Regions from separate parts of the Pan troglodytes genome. Here region 2 is linked to region 1. The links are chromatin contacts, called in public capture Hi-C maps. All regions are on one chromosome and are shown on one strand. The core of a region is the stretch at or near the end of the contact, and the rest is flanking DNA. Distances in the headings are between cores, read along the strand shown. Region 1 overlaps LOC107967853 (a long non-coding RNA gene). Region 2 overlaps MIPEP (mitochondrial intermediate peptidase).

Region 1 (3,047 bases), core at 393-2,892:
GGGGACACTGAGACCACTCAGACCTGGTGTCTCTGTCACTCTTCTGGGCTCTGTCTGTCTCCAGGACCTCCCTCCCCTTCCATGGTATAGAAGGAAAGTGCTGTAATGTGCAAATTGCACAGGAACTCCTTAAGACATACATTATCCACTCAGCAGTTTTAGGTTCGCAGCAAAATGGAGTGGAAGGAACAGAAATTTCCTGTGCACCCTCCCCGCTGTCTCCGTCATATCGGCATCCTGCATCCAGAGTGGTAGACTGGTTACAGGCCATGAACCTACACTGATGTGGCACCACCACCCAGAGTCCACAGGTTATGTTGGTTCACATTTACTCTTGCTGTGGTATGGTCTATAGGTTTGGACAGATGTCCGATAATCCTTTTTACATTTTGGCATCCTTGGGTAGCTCGTCTTGTAGGAATGGACTTGCTTCAAAGTGGAGGCAGGCAGATCCTTCAGACGGGTATATGGAGCCCTGTTTTCAGTTGCTTTTCTAATTCTCTCTTATCGTTTACCTCAAAATCTTCCTGAGGTCTCGCTTCCTTTTAAACTCCTTGTCTACTTTGCAGCATCACTCTGACACTCCATTGATTCCTCAGCACCTACTGACTACACGGTTAGGAGTGCAAGGGTAGGATTCATGTTTTATTCATCTTTGGGTCTGTAGCACCCAGCAAAGTGCTCAGTAAATGCGCAGTAATTGATTCGACCTCTGAACAAATACACACTGTACTAAGAATCTACACACCGAAAGACAAAAACAAGACAAATTTGAGTGCTACAGGTGTCACGCTTGGCGTCACACATGTGCCTGTGTATTCCTCTAGGTGGTTACCAGGAGCTCTGCCACCGCATGTCCACTAGTGACGGGTTCGCTCCACCACCCCAGCTGGGTAGCCGCTGCTCTCACATAAGGGGTCCAATTAAAATTGCCAGGAATAAATTCCCCCGGACTTTGACTTCTCAAGAGCTAAGAAGGTTTGCTGAGTATTCTGGCATGATGTTTGGTGATCAAATAACTGCTGGCCAAAAATGATGAGTATTTCCCCCTCTTGCTGAAGATGTGCTCCATACAATAGTCCATCACATTCATCATTCATCAGTCTGGAAGTGTGCAGCCAATCATATTATCTATCACATGTTGTTCTGGCTTTTTTTTTTTTTTTCCCAATTTCCAGCCTAAACTATAAAGTACTTTGAGAACGCACAGTGAGCCATAAGCTTGCCAATAAAGAGTCCTCTGTGGTATGGAACTGGCTTATTTCATACACAATCTGCAAACAATGAGGGCACTATTGGAAACATACTGTGCTGCATAGAGCATTTACACCGCTTATCTTTAATCTTCCCCAGCAATCCTTGCTTTGTGCGCATTTATGATCCTTGCTCTCAGAAGTCCACATACTTTTTCCCAACCGTAACAAATTATTTAACTCATCTAATGTATGTATGTCCGTGCAGTCTGAAAACAGTAATTGTCCTTGGGAAGAAGTGAGTTTAAGAGAGCTCTAGGGCACTCATCACAACTCCAGCCCTGCCCTCCACGTGGTAGCAGCTCTTTGGACTGGGGCTAAGTGCTTATTCTTGTGCTTCATTCCTGGTAAGCTCAATTTCTTTACCTTAGGATAACTTTGCTGGAAAAGGGCTCAGATTCAGCCGACCATTGTGGCCTCTGTGGCTGTCACAGCTTGTCCCTGACATGCTATGATGTTGGGTCCCCTTCTCATCCCCTTGGGATTTCTTCTGCTGGCCCACAGCCAGAACAACTAGGCCTTTTACTCCACCATCCCTTTGTTTTCTTTTGTTTCGTTGGTAAAAATCAATCCTTCTACCATCCATGCATAGCAATTTCTAAAAACGGAATTTCAAGAGCAGTATCTGAAGAAACAAACATGATTTGGTCCTTTTAGTAAACAGAATAAATTTTAATAAATCAACTTTGAAATAGTTTTAAGAGTTAAGAAAAAGCACAAAACTGAGATCATCAGAGCAGCTTGGCCTCAAAGGACAGGCAGCAGGATTCTACAGGGTTTGAGCCTTCCTAAGTGAAGCTGTTTCCTGCAGGCTCCCAGCTCCAAGCTCCTAGCTAACAGCCCCTTCTCCCACGATTGGCAACAAAGAGCAAAAATAACTTTGTACTTGATGCTGAGTCAGTGTAAAAAGCCATAAAAAATTTCCTCTAAATGTCAAAATGTTTGCCTCCTTTGAGGCTTCTCTCCTCCTACTGGGTCTGGATAAATTAGCACTGGGCTTATATTGAGTCACAGATCTGGGCCCTGCCACAGAGAGCTTCCTCCTAGTGTGTGATGCTTTTTCTCCAAACTATTGATACAAAATGCACTGGAATAGAAATCAACAGAAACTGGTCAAAGGTGTGGCAAACACATTCTCATGTAGACGTAAAGCTGTGCTTAGAATTCCTTTGTGGAGTCTGGTTTGGTCTTGGTTTTCTTGGTGTTTGATTCATTTTTCTACGTAAATTACAAAAACCCTCCACATTTCTTCATGGATTGTATTAGTCCATGTTCTCCAGAGAAGCAGAACGAGTTGGATGTATATTTTGGAAGAGATTATGAGGAACCGGCTCATGTGATGAAGGAGGTTGAGAAGTCCTGTGCTCTGCCATCTGCAAGCTGAAGACCTGGAAAGCTGAGGGTGTGGCTCCAGTCTGAGTCTGAAGGCCCAAGAACCAGGGGAACCAACGGTGTAGATTCCAGGTTGAAGGCAGGAGAAGATGGATGTCCCAGCTCAGCAGGCAGGCAGGAAGCAAATGGGGTAAATTCCTCCTTCCTCCACCTTTTGTTCCATTCAGGCCTTCAACAGATTGGATGAGCGCCCCCCCACCCCCACACTAGGGAGGGCCATCTGCTTTACTGAGTCTGCTGAGTCAAGTGCCAGCCTCATCCCAAAACACTCGCCAGACACACGTAGAAATGTTTCATCTGGGCACCCTGTGGCCAGTCATGCTGACACACAGAATTAACCATGACATGGATTCTTCTTAAAGCAGTGATAGGAGCGAACAGAAACATTTTCATAATTTTCAA
Region 2 (3,047 bases), core at 251-2,750, 150 kb after region 1:
TCGATTCTCCTGTCTCAGCTTCCTGAGTAGCTGGGATTACAGGCACCCGCCACCGTGCCCAATTAATTTTTGTATTTTTAGTAGAGATGGGGTTTCACCATGTTGGCCAGGCTGGTCTTGAACTCCTGACCTCAAGTGATCTGCCCGCCTCAGCCTCCCAAAGTGCTGAGATTACAGGAATGAGACACCGCACCTGGCCTGCCTCAATTAGTGTCCCCAGAGAATTGTCATATTAAGATTCAGTTTGAAACCCCCCACTAAGTGCCTCACCGCAGTTACCTCCTCATTCACTGGCCACATGAATGCCCACCTTAGCCTCAGTCAGCCTCTCTGTCTTCCTTCTGCTCTGCTGAGGACTCACTCCATCACTGTGCATGACAGTTTCATTTCCCTCAGGGCGCCTTCCACAGCCACAGATGCATCTGACAAATGCCCCGAGCTCCTAAATCCCATGGCATTGTTTTGTCTGTACTACTCCATTGACACCAAAAACGTGCCAACCTCTATTATTATTTATCTTTTTATAGGCATATATCCATCTCCTCAACTAAGCTTTAAATCCCCAAGGACCCAGGGCACATCTTATGTGATGATGTGCACAACAGCCCCCTGCCAATACATCAGCACACCAAGCACTTAGTGCACAAGGGTGACCTGCCAGTCACGGAATCTGGAGCTGGGTGCTGCAGGTCCAGTGAGCTCCACGCTGCTACAGCCAGTGGTCATGCCCAGCCCTCCTCACATCTGACCTGGCCACAGCATAAGTCAGCTGATCTCTCCCTTCTCCTGTAGACAGACCTTCTGCGTGGCCTCCAGGACCACACCCTGTAATCACTTTCCACCTCCCTTAGTGGCCGTTACATCTGGCAGCGTTAACTAGCAGTTCCTCACATGCCTGGCCTCTTAAACTTGAAGGCCCCAGAGCGCAGTCCTTGGACTTGTTCTTTAAGTTCACTCTCTTAGTGGTATCAGAATCTCATTTTAGAGGTTCAGACTTACATATGAAGCTCAGAACTCCACACTCCATCTAACTGCCTACCCAACTTCACCACTTGAACCTCATTTGGTATCTCAAACTTAACTTGAACCAAACCAAGTTCCCGGTCCTCCCAATCTTAGTTAACAGTAGTAACTCACTCTCTTTCTAGTTGCTTAGGTCGAAAATGTTGGCTCCCTCTTCCAAATACTCTGTATCCAGAATCTGATCACATCTTACCACCTTCCCTGCTACCACCTGGTCAAGATGCCAACACTTCTCATCATGGTTACTGCAAAACAGCATCTAAACAGGCCCTCTTCTACCCTGGCCCTGCTGCAGTCTTCTCTCAGGAACAGCAGCACGGACTCACCATTAGCACTGGAGTCAGATCATCTCACTCCTCTGCCCCAACCCCCACAGTGACCTGCTGCACTTGCATCAAGTCTCTACTTAATGCCGCCCCTTATCAGTCTGTTCCCACCTCTCGCCACTCTCCTTGCACACGCTGCGCTTCAGCCACTCTGCCCTCCTCAAACGTGGCAGGCATTTTTCTGCCTCAAGACCTTAGCACTTGATAGTGACTCTGCGTGAAACCTTTCTCCCCTCAAGAGCCACAGCCTCACGCTTGTGTCTGTCAAGAGCACGCTCACATTCCACATTCTAAGTGAGCCCTCCAACAATGCTCTCTAAAACTCCAACACCAGCCTACATGCCCCATACCTTATCCCCTTCCCTGTTCAGTTTTCTCCACGGCTTGTATTAACTAATAACATACCACACACTTTATCTACTTATTTCGTTCTTAACTGTCTTCCCTTGCTCCCAAGAATGTAAACTGCATAAGGATAGGAATTTTCTTCTGCTTTATACACTGACTTATTTCCCTGACCGAGAATAATATCTGACATATAGTGGGCAATCAGTAAATATTTGCTGAATTAATAAACAAAAGGGGGATGTAGATGATATAAAACATAGGGCATTAGGTCTCAAGCAGCCTGTGGAAAACCATAAATGTAGAATATGTGTTTAGGCTTCAGTTCTGCCACATTTTAGCAATATAACCTAACCTTAGATTCCTTATCTGTGACATGAATACAAATACCTACCTCACAAAGCTGCAGAGGAAGGAAATGAGATAACAACAGGATAAGCACTGAATGATATTCTAATATTATTATTTTATATAAATATAAAATAAAAATATGGTACTATTATAATCAAACTGTTGACAACAGCGAGTACAGAAAAACATACTTTTCACCAAACTGATACTTACAAAAAAAGAAAAAACATACACTAAAAACACACATTTAATACATAACATACATATTATATCTGTTTAGGAGCTTCGATTATATGAAAAAAATTGTAAGTGTTTTAAGGGTTCGGGGACAAAGGAGTCCAAGGAAAGTGAAAAAGTTTAACCAGCTTCATGAAAGAGGTGGGTTTTGAGCTGAGCACTAAAAATATGGGGTAAGATTTTAACAGGCAGACCAGGAAGAAAAGCTGCTCTCCGTAGGAGAGTGACACGAGCAAGGGAACCCAGGCCGCAATGAGCGTGACACGCCTGTAGCTTAACCGAGAGCCTTGACAGGTCAAGGGAAACAGTTGTTTACGAAAGAGTAAGAAGTAAGATTGAGTGCATTTAGAGAACTTTGGAGAAGAGAGGAACATGCTAGGGTGAGAAGGGATAAGCACAGAAGGAATAAAGACAAGCGAGGATTCAGGTTGTGATCTGCCCCCAGTGTCCCCTCTGTCCGTGAGTGGAATGTCTAACCAGATGTACAACCAGAAACCCAGGGGGCCCACCACAATGCCTCCTCCTCCCTCTCACCCTCACTAAGTCTTGCAACTTCACTGCCAAGACCTTGAGTCTCACGCAGCTCCATCATCATGGCCACCCTACTCCTGACTCACCACCTAAATTACAACTGTAAGTTAATAAATGCTTTTGAAAAAACATATTATGTACATTTATATTATTATTGTGTAACATTCTCTCTTAGACATTATGAATCATAAGGAACTCAACATAGCACAAGGCAAGTTTATGACAAACCCAACG

Evidence for each region. Capture Hi-C pulls out chosen DNA fragments and counts their contacts.
Region 2: a contact with region 1 is called in a capture Hi-C map of stem cell-derived neural stem cells, with 3 times the contacts expected there. The contact joins two enhancer-like sites. A contact is called at or near these places in 6 of 7 Hi-C or Micro-C datasets (blood, induced pluripotent stem cells, a lymphoblastoid cell line and 2 more) and 1 of 1 other capture datasets (stem cell-derived neural stem cells).

Annotation. Positions count from the first base shown.
Region 1 is chr14:22,908,244-22,911,290 of NHGRI_mPanTro3-v2.0_pri, forward strand. The region is part of intron 2 of LOC107967853 (a long non-coding RNA gene); the gene reads left to right. Among named protein-coding and RNA genes, the nearest start is that of TNFRSF19, 150 kb to the left of the region's middle. Within about 2 kb of position 1,643, at least 4 of the 24 cell types and tissues checked have an H3K27ac peak or open chromatin away from gene starts, as enhancers often do. A contact at or near this core is called in stem cell-derived neural stem cells, where this site is marked.
Region 2 is chr14:23,059,976-23,063,022 of NHGRI_mPanTro3-v2.0_pri, forward strand. The region is part of intron 7 of MIPEP (mitochondrial intermediate peptidase); the gene reads right to left. Among named protein-coding and RNA genes, the nearest start is that of MIPEP, 22 kb to the right of the region's middle. Within about 2 kb of position 1,501, at least 1 of the 24 cell types and tissues checked has an H3K27ac peak or open chromatin away from gene starts, as enhancers often do. A contact at or near this core is called in stem cell-derived neural stem cells, where this site is marked.